2 separate regions of the Gossypium hirsutum genome follow, and region 1 is linked to region 2. The links are chromatin contacts, called in public Hi-C maps. All regions are on one chromosome and are shown on one strand. Each heading gives the region's core, a stretch centred on a gene start, on an enhancer-like site or on the middle of the called end of the contact. The rest is flanking DNA. Distances are from core to core; before and after follow the strand shown. Region 1 has its middle 45 kb from the start of LOC107916774. Region 2 holds the start of LOC107916750 (endo-1,4-beta-xylanase 5).

The links. A called contact is a pair of places that touch in the nucleus more often than the background predicts.
Region 1: a contact with region 2 is called in a Hi-C map of leaf, with 2.2 times the contacts expected there. The contact joins the enhancer-like site here to the promoter of LOC107916750 in region 2. A contact is called at or near these places in 4 of 34 Hi-C or Micro-C datasets (callus and leaf).

Annotation. Positions count from the first base shown.
Region 1 is chrA01:106,199,042-106,203,478 of Gossypium_hirsutum_v2.1, reverse strand. No RefSeq gene overlaps it. Among protein-coding and RNA genes, the nearest start is that of LOC107916774, 45 kb to the left of the region's middle. Within about 2 kb of position 2,663, at least 8 of the 9 cell types and tissues checked have an H3K27ac peak or open chromatin away from gene starts, as enhancers often do. A contact at or near this core is called in leaf, where this site is marked.
Region 2 is chrA01:105,959,781-105,964,168 of Gossypium_hirsutum_v2.1, reverse strand. LOC107916750 (endo-1,4-beta-xylanase 5) reads left to right here and starts at 2,123. Exons shown (of 8, transcript XM_016846117.2): 1 at 2,123-2,262; 2 at 2,377-2,456; 3 at 2,555-2,589; 4 at 2,708-2,867; 5 at 3,226-3,398; 6 at 3,528-3,629; 7 at 3,725-3,871; 8 at 3,949-4,388. The coding sequence starts at 2,381. LOC107916749 (protein NUCLEAR FUSION DEFECTIVE 4) reads left to right here. Exons shown (of 2, transcript XM_016846115.2): 2 at 1-68.

The DNA of each region.
Region 1 (4,437 bases), core at 1,414-3,913, 240 kb before region 2:
ACGTAAAAGTTTACAAGTTTGGGCTAAAAGGGTTAAGATGGAAAGGGCTGGGTTAAAATGTTAGTTAAAAAAGAAATTGGAGACTCTTATGGACAATGAGAGGGATGATGATAACACAGCCAAACTTATTGATACAAAAGTACATTTGAATATGGAAATCGATAAAGATGAAGTCTATTGAGAGTAAAGGGCGAGGGCCAATTCGTTGTATTTGAGAGATAAGAATACAAGTTTCTTTCATATGTTTGCTTCATTTCACAAGAAAATTAATACCATAAAAAGCTTCGAAACTAAAGATGGTGATGAGATTTTGACAACTTCGAGAATGGGGGAAGTAACGACCAAATATTTTCAAAATTTATTGGTTACTAACGAGATAAGTTTTATGGAGCATATTCTATCCGGGGTTACCTATTGCATTTTAGATGACTTGAATATAATGCTAACAACTCGGTATACGACAAAAGGAGATTTTTGTGGCTTTAAAAAATATGGGGCCAACAAAACCGTCGGGGGTTGATTTTTCGATATTATTTTTTCAAAAATGTTTCCATATCATAGGTGAATATGTAACCTCTTTTTGTTTAGAAGTTTTAAATGAAGGGAAAGAGATGGAACAAATTAATGCCACATATATTTCTTATTCCAAAAGTGTCGTAACCAAAACAGATGGTAAATTTTAGACCTATTAGTCTCTATAATGTTATTTATAAATTGATAGCAAAGGCAATAGCAAACTGTTCTCAACAGGTGTCGGAAGTTTGCATTGATAAAGCCCAAAGTGCTTTTGTCTCGGGACATTTAATTTCGAGTAATGTGCTCTTTGCTTATGAATTATTACACACATTTCGACAAAAAAATAGGGAAAAAGGGCTTTAAATTAGATATAAGGCATATGATTGGGTTGAATTGAGATTTCTTAAGAATATGATGGAACGCATGGAGTTTGATTCTAGGTGGGCCGGGGTCATTATGAGATATGTATCAACTGTACCATACTTCGTTAGTATCAATAGCTAAATAAAAGTTTCTTTTTGACCTCATAGAGGACTTAGACAAGGAGACTCGTTAAGTCCTTTTTTATTTCTAATTTGTAGCGAAGGTTTATCCACCCTCATGCGTCTTGCTTTGGGGGAAGGGTTGTTAAAAGGTGTGAAAGTAAGCAGACAAGGTCCCTAAATTTCCAACTTACTTTTTGCTAATGACTGTCCTTTTCGGGGAAACGAGTGAGCGAGGTGCCCAAATTTTAAAGGGAGGACAATGTGTCACCTATAATAAATCTACGAATTTTATAGCTCAAATACTCGAGAATTAGATCGTGAGCTAATTTCGCAATAGTTGAGAGTGTGTTACTTAAACGACTCGGAGAGGTACTTGGACTTACCAAATATGGTGGGACGACAAAAAAAAGTTACTTCTCAAACATTAAAGGATAGAATCAAGAAGAGGATTGATGGGTGGAGTACACGGTTCCTTTCTCAAGGGGGAGGTCTTTATAAAATTGGTGTTACAAGCCATCCAAACCTATTCGATGGCATGTTTTTTGTTACCCAAGATGTTACGTAGGGAAACTGAAAGTATATTAGCGAGGTTCTAGTGGCAAAAAGGGCATGGTAAGAAAGGGATACATTAGTGTGATTGGGCTCGACTTTGCACACTAAAGGAAGATGGATGTTCGGGCTTTTGCAATTTGAAAAAATTCAAATATTGCGATTTTTGCCAAACAAGGCTAGAGGCTTATTAATCAACCAAATTCCTTATTAACTTGTGTTTTAAAAGCTAAGTATTATCCTAGTTCTGATTTTTTAAATGCACGGCTAGGTAATTTACCGACTTACTCGTGGAATAGTATTTGGGCTACCAAAGGTTTATTGCAAAAGGACTTGTGTTGGCGGGCTGGTTCGAGGGAAAGCATTTTAATCTCAGAGCATGCATGGATTCTAGGTTTAATTAATTACAAATTATGTGATGACATGCAAAATAATGTTGTTTCCTTTGTGGCGTAACTTATTTATAATACTACGAGAGATTGGAATAAGGAGATTGTGCTCAATACCTTCTCGTCTAAGGATACGAAATGAATTCTGTGGATACTATTAGCCAAGGAATAGGGGAAAAGCCAAAGCAATTTGTTAAGGGGGAGCTGAATGAAATTTTAATTTTGTATAGTCTATATTTTTTATAATTTTTAAGTATTAAATTAAATTTTTATATTTTTATGGGATCAAAGTGTAATTTTACATTTACTAATTTAAAATTTTAAAAATATTAAAAAGTTTAAATAATAATTTTTCGGGCTGAGGCCCATGCCAGCCCCCTAGAATCGCCTCTGCCAAGGAGCTGACATGATGACTTTGTGGTGTAGCAGGGTGAACACTGGATGACTTACAGACCATTTCTAATGCTTTTTATAGGAAGCTCTAGAGCCTTAAACTTCCCACTAAGATTAAGATTATAATCTGGAGAATTGCTAACAATTATATCCCTACATTTACAAATCTGAACCTTCAACCTTGGTGATTAATACTGTCTGCCCTCGATGTACGGGGGGTATGGAAAATTGGGACCATGTTTTTAGAAATTGCCCTGTATTAGTAGAAGTAAGGTCACAATTAGGCCTTCGTTGGGTTTTAAACAGAGCAGATTTGGGCCGGTAATCACCATACTAGGAGGATGTTTGGAGGAGCACTATGGGCAATCTGGTTAGATAGAAACAAAACGGGTTCATGAACTGGACAGAAGATCGCAAATGATTTACTTTGCAACTTGGTGGAAATTGATAAATCAGAGTTAGATGGGCCTACAAGAATGAGTGCGAATGACCAGTGGCTTCCCCCATATGGTGAACTCATCAAAGTTAATTTTGATGAGGCTTTTGACAAAGATTGTCTTGAATCTTGCTCTAGAATTGTGGCAAGAAACACTGGTGGTTGGGTTCGGGTCTCACGAACAATACTTCATGAAAAAGTTGCGTCCGCTTTCGCTGCAGAGGCCCTTGCATGTTCTTGGGCAGTACAAACAAGTATGGAAATGGGTTGGTCAGATCTCATCTTTGAAGGGGACTCGTTATCAGTTGTTAATAAATGTCGAATAAATTCCCTTGATAAGTCGGAAATTGGTGCTTATAAAAGGAATATTCAACAAATTTCGAAAAAATTCTGGTGGGTGCGATTTCAACATGTGAACAGGAAAGCCAATCAACTTTCTCATATACTAGCGACAGAATGTTTAAGAAGGAATGAGCAAACTTACATGGAAGGTGGGGTTTCCAGATTTGGCGGACGGAGAATGGAAGACGACTGGCCGCGCGAATCAGATTGAAGGAGTTATTGTGTTTAGGGCATGGAAGAATCGGGAACGATGGAAAATAAATGGAAGAGGGTTTTTGGTTCTCTTGGAAGATGTAACCGCTTGGTCTTGAAATGTGGAAATGAATTGATGCGGCTTTTTTCATCATTGAATGTGGCTGGTCAATCTTTTGGTCTGCTTTATTTGTATTTTGAATTATTTTTCCTTAATTTGTTTTAGGACTGGTTGGTTTTGGGCATTATGTTGTTGGGTCAGGTTATTTATGCTTTCTTTCTTTGCTTTTAAGCCTGTCAATTTTGGGTCTTATGCTGTTTTGTTTTTTCTTTTGTATATTAATAAAATCTAGCCCATTTATTGATTAAATTATTAATTTAATATACTTTTATTAATACACATACAAATGTTTATTTAAAATAATTTTTAATTTTCATTTAAAAATATTTGGGATAGTTTGTGTTTAAAAAATAATATATATTGATTAAATAATTGTTGGGATAATTTCTGTTTTTAAAAAATAAAGTATATTGATAAAAAATTATTGTTAAATTTTGTGCAATTTTTTAAATAGGATAAAAAATAAATTTTATACTTGTGAAAATTTGAACAATTTTTTAAAACGATAAAAAAATTAAATTTTATACTTAAATTTTAGGCAGTCAATGTGGAAAGAAATTAGTATTTCCATCTCAGTTAGGAGTTTGACACATTGTATTATATATATATATATAAAATATTAGAGATATTTGTGGGTTGAGTTAAGACACTTTGAGATTTGATTTAGGTATGATATTAACACATTTTATGTTTACCGAAACCTCTCATATTTGTAATTATTTAATCCAAACTCATTTCAGCCTCATCCATATTTTCTTTATAAAATTTAAAAAATATGTTTGTATTATTTTTAAATTTAATATACATGCTTATTTATTAAAATTTTATATACAATCATCTTAACATTTTTAATGTTTCCATTAAAGTAGTTTTATAAAAATACATAAAATAAAACATTAAACAAGTCTAATTTTTTTTCAAGTCCATTTTTTGGGTTTATTTTTTTTTCCCAAATTCCCTCAACTCAGGAGAGCTTTTAGACTTGAGCGAGTAATTTAGTCCATAAATAAGTTT
Region 2 (4,388 bases), core at 874-3,373:
TGCCTTCATTGATCTATTGGTAGGCATGTCATTTGGTTAAATGCATTTACTACGATTATCAAGATATATATTAACGTTCTTGGTTCAAATAATTATAGAACTTACAATCTTGCAACTATTTGGGTTGCCCATGATAAAAAATGGTTCATTTGGCCCAGTCTGGTCTAAGAAAATAAGGAAGGAATCTCTGAAAGTCTTGTTTGTGTTTTTGGGTCACATGAGTCGAGTTTGTCTTCGGTATCTAATTGATCGACATATTAAAGCCTGTGGGCTACAAAAATATGGTCTTAGAGGCCCACATTTTGTCATCATCTTGATTTGAAAAATATCTTTTTAATTAGATGTGAGTAAAATTTAATTCGATTCAAAAAAATAAAAAAAAATTAATTTCGAGTTAATTGAATCAAGTTATTCGAGTAAGCTCGAATAAGAAATTTAGGATTTCGAGTTCGAGTTGAGTTGAATTCTACAATTCAAATAACTTGAATAATATGAATAACAGATTAGTATAAATACCCTTTTGGTCCCTATCAATTTTGAAAATGAACAAATTGGTCTCTCTCTTAACATAAATTACAAAAATTAAAAAATCAAAATAATTTTCAAAAACTGAAAATAATTTTTTAAATTCAAAATATTTATAAAAATTCTAAAATCTGTATAATTTTTTTTAAAAAATCTAAAAAATATATAGAAAAGTTGAAATTTTAAAAATTTTATAAAATAATAATTTTGGAATCTAAGTGATTAATGATTCAAGTTTATCGTACTAAAATATCATATTATTATTATGCTTTAAACAGTTTACAAATATATATGGTTTCAAATTTATATGCTCTAACAAGTAAATAGTTATATTGTAACAACATTTTAATTTAAAGTATTAATTTTTCTAATTTAACTCGAACAATTTCACTCGATTTGACCGAAAGTTCACACTTAATTCGAGTTATTCGAAAATCTAAATAAGAAAAGATAAAATTACGTCATTTTAATAAATGTTTACCTTATTTAAAATTAAAAGTCAAAACTATAAAGTTAAAAGTAAAATTACGTTATTTTGATAAATATTTACCTAAAAGTTAAAACTCAAAACTATAAAGTTAAAAGTAAAATTACGTTGTTTTGATAAATATTTACTTAATAATTTTATTTTCCTTCCCGAATTGTCACACTTTCCCTTTTTCCTTTGTTCATGTAAATATAACATCAAGTATAAGATTTGTTAACTTGACACGATTCAACTCGACTTGAAATTTTTTGACTCGATTAAAAAAAATTCAAATTGAATTCAGTTATTAAAATAGGATTCGTCAACTCGACTAACTCGAAATTTTTTAACTCGACTCAACTAAATCGAATACCCATCCCTTTCTGGCAGGTTGAAGGCCACTCTACAGTGATACTAGAATTGCAGTGAAAATGAAAATGTCTTTACCTTTTCCTTCAATGCCCAACAGGTTCCACGTCCATGGAGGAACCGAGGGATTGGGCATTCAATGTGATTTGACTTTTAAAGCATGTGAATGCATGGTCCCAATATCATGCACGCTTCACGCGTGCAAGTTCTAGCCATGAATGAAGCACCCCTGGAATCAAACTGGTCTGACAATGGAGGACTAGACTTTACTCTAAAGCAGACTTCACCTATTTCCAACCCACTTCCCATTAATTACCCATCTTCAATCCTTGTACAACTTGTGCTTTGTTTTCCAATCTCCATGATCAAAACAAAAACTAAGTTATCCCCCAAACACTAATTTCGGAATCTCTCAGTATTAGCAACAGTGCTTGGTTACACTGGTCACCTAATCCTCGAACCTCCATTATATAAATTTCTTCTTTTACACTTCTCAAAGCAGCCCAAGTTGGTGGCCAAAAGCAACCCAAGTTCTAATAATATTGGTTAAACGAACATTGTTTCAGTTTGCTGACAAAAACCAGAGTTTGGCACACAACCAAATCTTAGATTAAAAAAACACTTAACTTGGACTCAGCACTTAGTTCTTAGCAACAAGCCAACTCTCCATTAAAGCTAAAGTGACTAATATTAAGTAAGGGTGGATAGAAAATAAATAAATTTCCCACTTATATAACGTTGAGTCTAAGCCTGTATAACCATATCTGGACATTTAGCAGCAAAGACGAGTTTATTTAAAGTTCACATCAAATGAAACCCTTAAGTAAAACATGTGAGCAAGGCACGGGTTCTCATAGGCCTTTCACTGTTCCCTTGTGATCCCCACCACAAACCTTAATTAGGTACACTCCCCCTCTTTCTCCTGATATCCGAAATCATTTCATTTTTTTTTTCTGTATGGTATATAATGTAAGCTTCAGCATTAGTTCAATCCAATAGCCGTTTGTTCAAAACAGGAACATGAAACATTCTCTTGTTTTTGGTGGCTTCTGGGCTTTCTTCATTCTTCTTTGTGGTTCCTTGGTTGCTTCATATGGTTCTCTCTCCCTTTCTACATTTGGTTTGACTGTTCAAAACATTCTAATGGGGTTTTCAGAAAACTTAAGTGGGTTCTTTTTCTTTTTATTGCTGCAGATGGGCCTTTATATGATTTTAGTGCTTACACAGAGGTAAAACAGTTTTGAGAATAGATCATTTATCTATTGACTGTATTATGAATATGTAGTCTGAAGTTATTTGATTCACCGCAATGTCCATGACAATTGTTGATGATGTTGTTGGTTGCAGTGTAAAGCACAGCCAGAGGAGCCACTGTACCAAGGAGGGATTCTGAAAGATGAGCCTCCCATTATGAAACCTGCCATTATTGGCAAAACTGCAACTGGTTTTTACACTCCAGCTTTTCTCTTGAAGAATCTCACCCTGGGCAATTTGTACTGTTTCTCCAGTTAAGTTCTCCATCTATATGAATTTCGGATACAAATATTAAAACACAAATACTTCAAAAAAAGAATAAACAAGTTCATCGACATAGGTGAACCCTTAATGCACCTGTTACTGACTTACTGGCATGTCACACTGTATCATCCGTGGCCCAACAAGTGGCAATGTTTAAGGTTTGGATTTGTCACATAAAGTGGCAACCGACATATGCAAATGCTAGATATGGCCCCAGTTCAGGAACATCCCCCTGTTGTAGAGGCAACTGCCTTTTTAACATAGACAAAAACTTCTACTGTGAATATCAGACAAATTGTATTTTGAAACATTACAGGATTGGCTTACTCTGTTTGGTGAAATTACAGCTTGGATCAAAATACAAGGTGCAAATTCAGCTCTCATTAGGGCAAGCTTGAAGACAGAAAACAGAACATATAATTGTATAGGGACTGTTTTGGCTAAGAATGGTTGCTGGTCATTTCTCAAAGGTGGATTTGTTCTTGATTCACCTTCAAATTTAGCTTTACTGCTATTCCAGGTGAACCTATTTTCAAACCAATATATATTTAGGCTTTTATATGTGAAAAAGATTGAGCATTAGGTCATGAATGCTGTCATTGATTTTTGCTTCTAAGAACCTTTTTTTTCTAATGTCCTGGATATGCAGAACTCAGATGATAAAGATATTGATATAACAATAGATAGTTCCTCGTTACAGCCATTTACTGATCAAGAATGGAGGTTCAACCAGCAATTCATGATTAACACTGTAATTACTGTTGACACACTTTGTGAAATGATATTTCAACAATGGTAATGTCCAATATCTTAACAAAAATTACTTACTGTCTATTTTTTCCCCAGCAAAGGAAGCGTGCTGTAACAATACATGTCTCAGATCAACAAGGTAATAGGTTGCAAGGAGCAGCAATAACTATAAACCAAGTCTCAAAGGATTTTCCATTTGGTTCTGCAATAGCACACACCATTCTTGGGAATTTGCCCTATCAGGTATGTGTTCGTATTAATTTCTTAATACATGTCGGACAATGCTAGCTAATTGATCTTGTTTTCTTTTTGTCTTCCAGAACTGGTTTGTTGAACGATTCAATGCAGCAGTGTTTGAAAATGAACTGAAATGGTATGCAACAGAACCAGATCAAGGGAAGACCAACTACACCTTAGCTGACCAAATGCTGGAGTTTGTTAGAGGCCACCAAATAATAGCCAGAGGCCACAACATATTCTGGGAAGACCCCAAGTACACGCCTGCATGGGTTCGGAACCTTGCAGGCCCTGACCTACAATCAGCAGTTAATTCCAGGATACAGAGCTTAATGAGCAAATACAAAGAAGAATTCATACACTGGGATGTCAGTAATGAGATGCTCCACTTTGATTTTTACAAGCAACGACTTGGACCTGATGCAACCTTGCATTTCTACGAGACTGCACATCAATCGGACCCTTTAGCAACCCTGTTCATGAATGAATTTAATGTTGTGGAAACCTGCAGTGATGTTAAATC